Linked DNA regions of Mus musculus: region 1 is linked to region 2. A link is a contact called in public HiChIP or PLAC-seq data. All regions are on one chromosome and are shown on one strand. The core of a region is the stretch at or near the end of the contact, and the rest is flanking DNA. Distances in the headings are between cores, read along the strand shown. Region 1 holds the start of Pelp1 (proline, glutamic acid and leucine rich protein 1). Region 2 has its middle 15 kb from the start of Gm40192.

The links. HiChIP or PLAC-seq counts read pairs in DNA pulled down with a chosen protein or histone mark.
Region 1: a contact with region 2 is called in a CTCF HiChIP or PLAC-seq map of CD8 T cells, with 5 read pairs. The contact joins the promoter of Pelp1 here to the enhancer-like site in region 2. A contact is called at or near these places in 1 of 39 promoter capture datasets (embryonic stem cells), 1 of 15 datasets of contacts at CTCF or cohesin (CD8 T cells), 12 of 484 Hi-C or Micro-C datasets (the BV-2 cell line, the Ba/F3 cell line, CD4 T cells and 9 more), 11 of 115 datasets of contacts at active chromatin or transcription factors (bone marrow-derived dendritic cells, bone marrow-derived macrophages, embryonic stem cells and 2 more) and 3 of 9 other capture datasets (adipose tissue, embryonic stem cells and liver).

Annotation. Positions count from the first base shown.
Region 1 is chr11:70,406,704-70,411,372 of GRCm38.p6, reverse strand. It overlaps Pelp1 (proline, glutamic acid and leucine rich protein 1), which reads left to right and starts at 1,342. Exons shown (of 17, transcript NM_029231.4): 1 at 1,342-1,609. The coding sequence starts at 1,361.
Region 2 is chr11:70,303,657-70,308,588 of GRCm38.p6, reverse strand. No RefSeq gene overlaps it. Among named protein-coding and RNA genes, the nearest start is that of Gm40192, 15 kb to the right of the region's middle. Within about 2 kb of position 2,373, at least 62 of the 459 cell types and tissues checked have an H3K27ac peak or open chromatin away from gene starts, as enhancers often do. A contact at or near this core is called in the BV-2 cell line, the Ba/F3 cell line, CD8 T cells and 5 more, where this site is marked.

The sequences.
Region 1 (4,669 bases), core at 93-2,592, 100 kb before region 2:
GTGTGTGTGTGTGTGTGTGTGTGTGTGTGTGTGATAGAGATTGGAAGAAAAACTTTTCTAAGAATGGCAACAAGCCTGTCGGCAAAATTGGAAGTCTGTGCAAAGGCCTTGGAATTGATGTTGCTGGAGGATAGAAAGAAGGCTAGTTTAGTCCAAGACTAGGAGAAGAAACAAAACAAAACAAAACCTCAAACATCTCTCCACCCCTAAAACAAAACAACAAAAGACCAGAGGAAGAAAGAAGTGCTTGTACAGCCTGAGGTCAGGTGGTATAGATTCTAGTCTGTGTAGGGAAATATTCTTATCTTTTTTTGTTTGTTTTTTTGAGACAGGGTTTCTCTGTGTAGCCCTGGCTGTCCTGGAGCTCACTTTGTAGACCAGGCTGGCCTTGAACTCAGAAATCTGCCTGCGTCTGCCTCCCAATATGCTGGGATTAAAGGCGTGTGCCACCACCACCCAGTTAATATTCTTATCTCTAGAAGCTACAGAAGGACTCTAAACTGGGAAGGACAAGCTTTCTTGGCTCCAATCTGTAATGTCAGCATTTGAACTTGTGAGCCTGAGGCAGGAATATTGCCACATCATGTCTGAGGCCAGCCTGTTAAAAAGCAAAAACAACAAAACAAAGAACTGGCTTATATCAGAAAAGCCCAATTCGGCTTTTGTGTGGTGTACAGACTGCAGAGGGAGGAAATAAGGCAATGCTGAGGCCTTTGAAAGTGATAGGTTAGCCGGGCGTGGTGGCGCACGCCTTTAATCCCAGCACTAGGGAGGCAGAGGCAGGTGGATTTCTGAGTTGGAGGTCAGCCTGGTCTACAAAGTGATTTCCAGAACAGCCAGGGCCCTGTCTCAAAAAACAAAACAACTGTGTATAGTAATGTAAATACACAAATGACTGTGGGTGTGTCTTGGGGACAGAGTGACACCTCTGCTACTTTGTGGCATGTGCACTGTTTGAGCTTGTTTTTCCATTGTTGGAAAAGCAGTTTAGAACGTTCCAGATTTCAGACTTGGGGTTGGCTCCTTAGATAGGATTACTAAGCCCAGGGAGAAGGTGACCAGAAGCCACGCTGGACTGAGATCTTTCAGACTCCCGCGCCTTTCCTGCAGACCACGTGTCCGGCCTGCGCAGCAACGCCTCCGCCCCGCCCTACAGCGCTCAGCCCGGGTTAGCAGTTTGCAAGCCGCCCCAACGCTGGCGCTCGCCCACATTGCGCATGCCCCCTCCTGCCGCAGGGCGCCAGCCCTCATTCATCCAGCCCAGCAGGCCGCAGCCCCCTCCTCAAGACCCCTCCCCGAGCGGCGTGCGTCGCACTTATGTTTGCGTCATCACGCCACGCCATTGCTCGAGCCTGTGAAGATGGCGGCGGCCGTTCTTAGTGGGGCCTCTGCGGGCTCCCCAGCTGGGGCTCCTGGCGGGCCCGGGGGTCTCTCTGCGGTGGGATCCGGCCCGCGTCTGCGTCTGCTGCTGTTAGAGAGCATTTCCGGGTTGTTACAGCCGCGAACGGCGTCCCCCGTGGCCCCTGTGCATCCCCCAATCCAGTGGGCCCCGCATTTGCCCGGGCTCATGTGCTTATTGAGGCTGCATGGGACGGCAGGTGGGGCGCAGGTAAGTCTGTGGCTCCCGCGGTCACCGTGGAAAGGCTGGTGAGGCGGCTGGGCACCGTGGTCCCGCCTTCCTGAAGCTGACACTGGAGCTGTGAGCTCGAGGAGAGCCGAGAGTGGAGAATAGAGCCACTTAACCATTGAGGACGCGATCCACAGACTTCATTACCTGCGCGTTCCCCAGAGCAGTATTAGGCCCCTTTTCTGTTAGGTCATTGATAAGCACAAAGCAATGAAGGGGCTCGGTTCCATCCCAGGTCCCCTGACTAGTTCAGTCCTCAGCGAAACTTCTTTTGGCGGCGTTTTCCCAGGGTAATTGAACACAAACATTTACTAGCTCTCAGCCAAGGGCCTACCCCTTCCTACTCGGCGCTCCAATTCCAGTCATAGTGGCGATGAGCAAAATGCCATAACACGAAACTAAATCTGGTATGAGTTTCCTAAACCGGTGTAGAGAGAGTATTTAGAGATTTCTCCAAAAGACCTGGAGTTTAAGATGAACAGGGGTTAGGTAGTGAAAGAAAATTAGAAGGGGTAGTTGAAACGTTAGAGGAACACTCGTGTAGGACGGGTTGGAAAATGAGGGCAATGTTTGGGTTCGGGGTTTAGGTGGTTAAAGAGAGTGGGTAGAGTTGAGGCTGGTGAGGTAGGCGGTAGACAATATGTTGTCTACCTGGTTAGGAGCCTGTGCACAAAATATTCACATGCGTTCAGTTCCTACAAGCTAGAAACCCAAGTGCCATCCTCGATATGTGGTTTCTTACACACTTCCATAAGCAGTCTGTGAAGTTCTGCCTTTTTTTTTTTTTTTTTTTTTTTCTTATGGAGGCAAAGTCTCACTATGTGGCTCTGGCTGGTCTGGAACTATGTAGACCAGGCTGGCCTAGAACTCCCCGAGATCCAGCTGCCTGTGGCTGGGCATCCGCCATCTTGTTCAGCTGTATGTGTGTTTATGTTAGTGGTTATGGGCCAAGGGTAGCAACGGTGCACACATCAAAGTCATAGGAACGTTTAGGTCCTAAGGTTCCTGTGTCAAGACAAGGTCTCTTGCCAGTGGTGGACTGTCTAGCCCGAGTGTTTATGTTGATGCTCTTTGGTTTTACCTTGTGTTTCTCAGTAGGGGACGCTGCGATTATAGATGCTTATACTACTATGGCTGGCTTTCGGATGGGCTCTGGAAGGCAGGATTGGGTGGCTTATATTCATTGTACTCCTCAGACAGTTGGGAATACTACAGTTAAATCTGCCCTCCTAATGGTCTTTTGTTTGTTTTGTGTGTTTTAGAAATCTCTCTGATTTTTTTTCAGTGACCTGAGTTTTTGTTGTGATGCACTTTTACTTCAGTAAGCCCTGCACACATGTGCACACGTGTTCCCCAATAGGCAGTTGGCACGTTTCTATAATGTTATGTCCTCTTCACGACTGCTGTGATCTACTGTGGCTATCACCTGGGCTTTGGGCAGCCACTTGTGCTGCTTTCTTCCTGGTGTTACCTTAGAGGTGTCTGCGGCCTCTCTGTCTCTCTGTCTCTTTCTCTCTGACATACATTTATGCCGCAAAGCAGAGAAAAGGGGAAAAAAGCAATTCCTAGTGAATAATGCACTTAGATTTATGTGATGCATTATGGGGGAGTAGCTGTTGACCACTCTGGCCGTTGAACGTGCGTTTTATTATCCTTTGTGTGTAGAGATCGTGGAAAAGCTGTATCACTAAGGAGCTGAGTGGGTCTTTTTGTTTCCCCTGGCAAATGCTGAATAAATGTGAACCTGTGGGGTTTTTTTGTTTCTATTTCTATTTTTTTAGGTTTATTCATTTTATGTATATTTTGCCTGAATGTAGTACACGCACAAACGTGTGTGTTTGTATACTTGGTGCCCATGGAGGTCAGAAGGGCATCAGATCCACTGGAACTGGAGTTGCAGATAAGTTTGAACCACTACCTGGGAGCTGGCAATTGAACCTGTGTCCTTTGCAAGAGCAACAAGTGTTCTAGCCTTTGTTTATGTATTCCTGGCTGGGATTATCTGTGCAGCCCTGGCTGTCCTGGAACTTGCTGTGTAGATCAGGCTGGCCCCTGCCTCTGCCTCCCAAATGCTAGAATTAAAGGCTTGTGCTATTACCAGCACCTGACTTCACCTGTGTTTTAATGTCCAGTCAGGTGAGTCAGGTGTGGGGTTCCCACTTGAGTCTGGTCCCTAGAACTCACTCGTGTCTTGGTTTAGGAGCATTTGGGTTGTCTAGCTATGGATGCTCAGCCCGTGTTGACCGTATGGATTGTTTGTGTCCACTTTCCTCCGTCTGGGAGGTAGGCTGCCAGCACCTAAAGCAATGCTTCTCCTGGAGTAGCCGACTACATGTGTACTGGACAGATGGATGGACACTCTCTACATGTGTACTGGACAGATGGATGGACACTCTCTGCCACCTGACTAAGGACTTTCTTTCTTTTCTTCTGTTTTGGTTTTTCAAGACAGGGTTTCTTTGTGTTAACAGAGCCCTGGTTATCTGGGACTTGCTTTGTGGACCAGGCTGGCCTCGAACTCATAGAGATCTTCCTGTCTTTGCTTCTGGATACTGAGATTAAAGGCATGCGGCACCACAAGCAGGCTTTTTTTTTTTTTTTTTAAATTTAGAAGTCACATTTATTTTGTATACGTACAGGTGTATGCATGCCTTCGTGCACAAGTGGAGGTCAGAGGACACCTTTGGGAGTCGATTATCCTAGGATGTGGGTTCTAGGAATCACGTGCAGGTTGTCAGGCTTGGTGGCATGTGTCTTTATGTGCTGACCCATGCCACTGGTTGTGGACTCTTGTTTTATTCAGTTGTGCCTTCCTTTATCTGAGCGGTACTGATGTGGGATTAGAAAGGAGGGATGATTTGTGGCCTTTGGAGATGTAGGTCTCCTGAGTGGAGTCTGGTGCTTGGGTTATGTGTAAAGGGGCTGACGAAGGAACTTGCTTCTGTGTGAGGGAGGGCTTGGAAGGAGGATAGGTTGAGTCTGTGTTGGTGTGTTCTTGCCTCTACGGAAGGCAGAACCAGGAGGAAGAGACTTGTTTCTTCT
Region 2 (4,932 bases), core at 1,124-3,623:
GTTAAGATCAGTGGTTGTTCATGCAGAGAGAGGACCTGGGTTTGATTCTCAGGACCCAAATGTTGGCTCACATCCATCTGTAACTCCAGTTGCAGGGGATCTGGCACCCTCTCCTGGCCACTATAGGCAGTGATGTATGAGGTACACAGACAAAAAAACACCATGTAAATAAAATAAAATAAAATAAAATAAAACAAAACATTACATCTTTTTTTTTTTTCCGGAGACGGCTGTGACATGGCTGTGTTGCTCTTTTTTTTTTTTGTTGTTGTTGTTTTTTTTTTTTTTTTGTTTTGTTTTATTACGTATTTTCTTCAATTACATTTCCAATGCTATCCCAAAAGTCCCCCCCCCCCCGCCACTCCCCTACCCACCCATTCCCATTTTTTGGCCCTGGCATTCCCCTGTACTGGGGCATATAACATTTGCCTGACCAATGGGCCTCTCTTTCCAGTGATGGCCGACTAGGTCATCTTTTGATACATATGCAGCTAGAGTCAAGAGCTCTGGCTGTGTTGCTCTTACACTGTTCCACTGCTCTGTGTATTCTTTCCTCCTTAGTCTTAATTCTGAGTACTATAGTTACGTAAGTCTCAAAAATGAGTAGACCGACCTTACCTATGACTTTATTCTTGTCAACTGCGTTAGCCGTTCTACTGTGGTTCCCTTTGTACAAACCTTTCAGACTAATCTTACTGATATGCACATTACTGTTGGAAATTGGAAATACATTGTATTAAAACTGTGCCTCTGTTGAGGAGGATTGAGGTTCTGACTAAGTCTTCAGTCATCAGGCATAGAATGCCGTATCACTTGTTCTCAGCTGCCTTACTGTCACGTTCTGTTAACTACTCCTCTGAGTGGTGCTGTATTTCAAACATTGGCATTCTTGTGCTTGTTGCAAACATACAGACGCATAACCTAATTTTGCATATTCTATGCACCCACAGGGGTGGGTGTCTCTGTGTGAGAGAGAGACATGCATGTGTGTGTTGTATTTATCTACATTGTGTGTGTATGCATGTGTGTCTGTGTTGCATGTATATGTGTAAGTGTGTCTGCTTAGAGACATATCTACTCTTTGTATTCCCTTGGATACCACTAGACCTCTGGTAATGGTGGTCCTAGGAACACAGGGAATGAGAAATGAGTGTCCTCAGACCTAGAAGTGACAAGAGCCAAGGGGTGGCTGACATCTGAAATAGAGGCAGTGGCAGATGCAGGACCAGTCTCAAGCCCCAGAGAATAGGTCTTTTCTAACTCAGATCTTCCAAGTGGCCATATCTCTGCTAAAATGAAATGTCTGCCTACTATAGTCAGAAGTGAGATGTTGGAGTCATGGTTACACTGCCAAGTCTATGTGGGAAGGGAGCCCCAGACTCTGGTGTGATGGTGACCCCGGGGAAGATGGTGTAAGCGGTGTCCTTCCTCCAGGGAACCGAATTCCGACAGTGGCTCTGATGGTGTAAGTGTATCAGAAGGTAATGTGAGTTTCTCCTCTGAGGCAAAACTGCAGGATCCAGGTAGCTCCCCTAACTCACTTTAAGCCTGTGACAACTGTTGGACTGTCCTCTGGCTATTAGTGTCACCTGTGCAGCAGGATCTGCTGGGCCTCCCTTGTCAAGCCCTTCCCTGTGATGTGAGCAGCGTCCTGCAGGGCTTAGTGCCAGTGTGGCTTACTGCATTGCCTAGGCTCCTGTCCAAGGTATCAGGGACTTGCAGAGTCCCTCTGTCTCCCCTTCCCACGCTCCCCTTCAGCCATGCAACTCCAACGCGTTCGTCACTCTTTCTTGTAGGAGCAGAGGCCAGCGCTGAAAGCTTCCATTTGACTATCTCCAAATTGATATTTTACTGTTAAAAAGGTCTTAAATATATAGTTTGAGAATTTAGGGTTTGTTTGCTACTAGGGTTGCTAGAGATGCTAGTGAGGAAGGGACCCTCAGGGTGGGGCTCTTTGTTGAGGTTTTCAAAGTCAAATTGCAAAAGGGAAACTGAACACAGGCAGCATGTTCATAAGGTGACGAGTGAACAGAGCTGGAAGCCTTCCTCCCAGATCACATGGTCAAATACACACACACACACACACACACACACACACACACACAAAACCAGGACAAGGACAGTAGGGGGAGGGGATGCCAGGGGACGAGTGTCGGTGACCTTTCCTGGAGCAAGAGAAGATTCCCGGAACTTGAGCATGCCTCTCCTTTGCTTCCTTGATGGTCTGACACTTCCTGTCGTCTCTGCAGTAGTTGAGTCACTTAGGACGGAAATTAGAATATAATGAACCTGGAGGTTATCTGCTGGCTGCTCTGGCAGTCACTTTAAAGCTACCCAGGGTTGAATAAGTCATCGAAAGAGGAACTCCTGGCCTTTGGGCATCCTGTCGTCAAACTCTAGGGTGAGGTTGAAATTTAGCTAGGTCATGTACACAGTTCACTGGTAACAATTCACAACATGTGGCGCTTTCACGGATAATTAAATCAAGGACATGTTTTTTTTAACCATCCCAAGAGCCATTGCATCGCTAGGGCCTAAGCAGTCACTCGTACCCTCCTCAAGTTAAGATGCAGGGTAAGACACATAACAGAAAAACAGCCATGGGGCTATGTAACAAAAGTATACACATGCACTGCAGTGCCTGCAGAGGCTAGAAGAGGGCATCAGAAACCCTGGAACTACAGTTGTAGATGGTTGTGAGCAGGTGGGTAATGGGACTCGAACGTGGGTCTTCTGAAAGAGCAATAAGTGCTTTTAACTGCTGAGTAATCTCTCCAGCCCCATCTGCCCTATTGCTTGGAGCTTCTATTATGCTAGCCTAGACACCAGACAGAAGCAACGAGCCTGAATATGACCTGGTGGGTTCAGCCTTGCTTTCTGTCTGTGTCTCCCTTTCTGCCACGGGACTCCAGTGGAGTCAGCTTGACAGATGAAAATCTGAAAGCTTTCTCATGAGGAAAGAGTTTCAAGGAAACTTACTCCTGGATCTTTGGCTATTCCCTTAACTCATAAAATTAATTTTCCAAATCCACATTAGCCTAGTGTATGGATCCACGTGCACTCTATATAGTATTACCTTATAGTAAATGACTTTTAAGATTAAATTCTAACATAGCTAAAGCCTTTTCCCAGTGTTCTTAGATTCCAGTTAGCAGCAAGGAGTTTAACCTATTCAGTAACTAATTAAGCACTACCATAAAACAATAAAGCACTAGCCATTAATTCAGTTGTCTGCAGAAAGAGTCTAAAATTCTCACTGAGATAAAAATTCATATTACAGACTACATCCCATGCCAAGAGCAAATTAGTATACTATACTGATAAATGGAAAGTCTCCAGACATAGATAATTTAACAAGGCCTAGAGAATTTTGGGGTCAGTGACACTACATTATTCTTGAGGCGTGTCAAGAGTTAACAACCCTGGTGCTATTAATACTAAGTGTAAAACTCTTGCCTGGCAGAAGGTGCTAATCTCTAATGTAAACATTTATCTGGTTCCTTTTGAAGTCACTCCTTTTGCACCTGGAAAAATTCAATGTGCCTTATTCTGTTATGATTTGCAATTTACTCTGTATTATAAAAAGTCTGAGGCTCGACTGGAAAATTACATTCAGATCCAACACCACTCTTGCGTGTTTGTCTGTCTGTCACTCCATCTAACTCTTTGCCCATCTGTTCAAGAGAATCCGTTCTACGCAGATTCAGGGACCCAGAGGGTCTGCGGCACCTTTCTGTCCACTTTTCCCTTTCAGAACATAAGTGTTTTCTCCATATAATTGTATCTTGGAGCATATGTATGTATGTATGTATGTATGTGTGTATGTATGTATATTTGGACTTTTAAACAAATTGGAACTTTTGAAACTTTAAGAACTCTTGGAGATGGGCTAAACATTCTGTACATTATGCCATGGGAAATGAGTATTTGGGGAGCAGAGGTTTGAGGATGAAATGTGCCCCCAAGACTGAGCACTGAAAGTCAGGCTGTTTACTGGGAATCAGTGACTCTTAGGACCTCATGGGGCCTCATGGACAGAAGTGAGTCCCTGACTGACATTGTTCTTGCCCTTCCTCTCTGCTGCCTATAGGAGGTGAGCAGCCTTGTTAGGCTCATTTGCTACAATGATTTTCCCCCTCAGCACAGGCCCAAAGCACTGAAACCACCATGGACTGAAACCTTTGAACCCAGGAGACAAAATAAACCTTTCTTCTTTTTAAATTAATTATCTGGGGTACGCTGTTACAGTGATGTAACTCCAACTGATACAGTTTTCCCTTGGAGAAACTTTGTGTGGGTAATAAAGTCTTTTGTTCCTGAATCAGGAAACCTGGCTCAAAAGAAGAGAAGAGGCTAGCCTCTCTGAACTGTTATAAACTGACTTGTTAGCTTGTAAGTGTGGTGACCAGTGGTTCTCAACCTTCTAAATGCTGGGACCCTTTAATATGGTTTCTCATGTTGTAGTGACTCCAACCATAAAATTCTTTTTTGTTGCTACTCCATAACTGTAATTCTGTTGTTGTTATTAATCCAAATGTAAATATCTACATTTTCTGATGGTCGTAGGCAACCCCCGACCCCTAAGAGGGTTGCAACCCACACATTGAGAACCCCACTCCAGACCTTTCTACTACTTATGTTTTCATGCTGTCTACCCGCCATAATGACAAAGAAAAGTGATCAACTACTTGTGTTAGTATGGGACAAAAACTACTCTTTTAAAAATGCTTTATTTCCCTGTGTATCTAATGTGGTGAAGAGAAGGAGCCGTGCAAGTCACTTATCTCATTAGGGGAAAATGTGCAGAGGACAGGAAAAATTCCAACAACTCACATGTAGGGAAAAAAAACGAAACAACTTTAAAATGGTCAGAGTAGGAATTGGTATTTTTTGTTCCTGAAGAAGAAGTAACTATGCCGGGGCCTAGCAAAT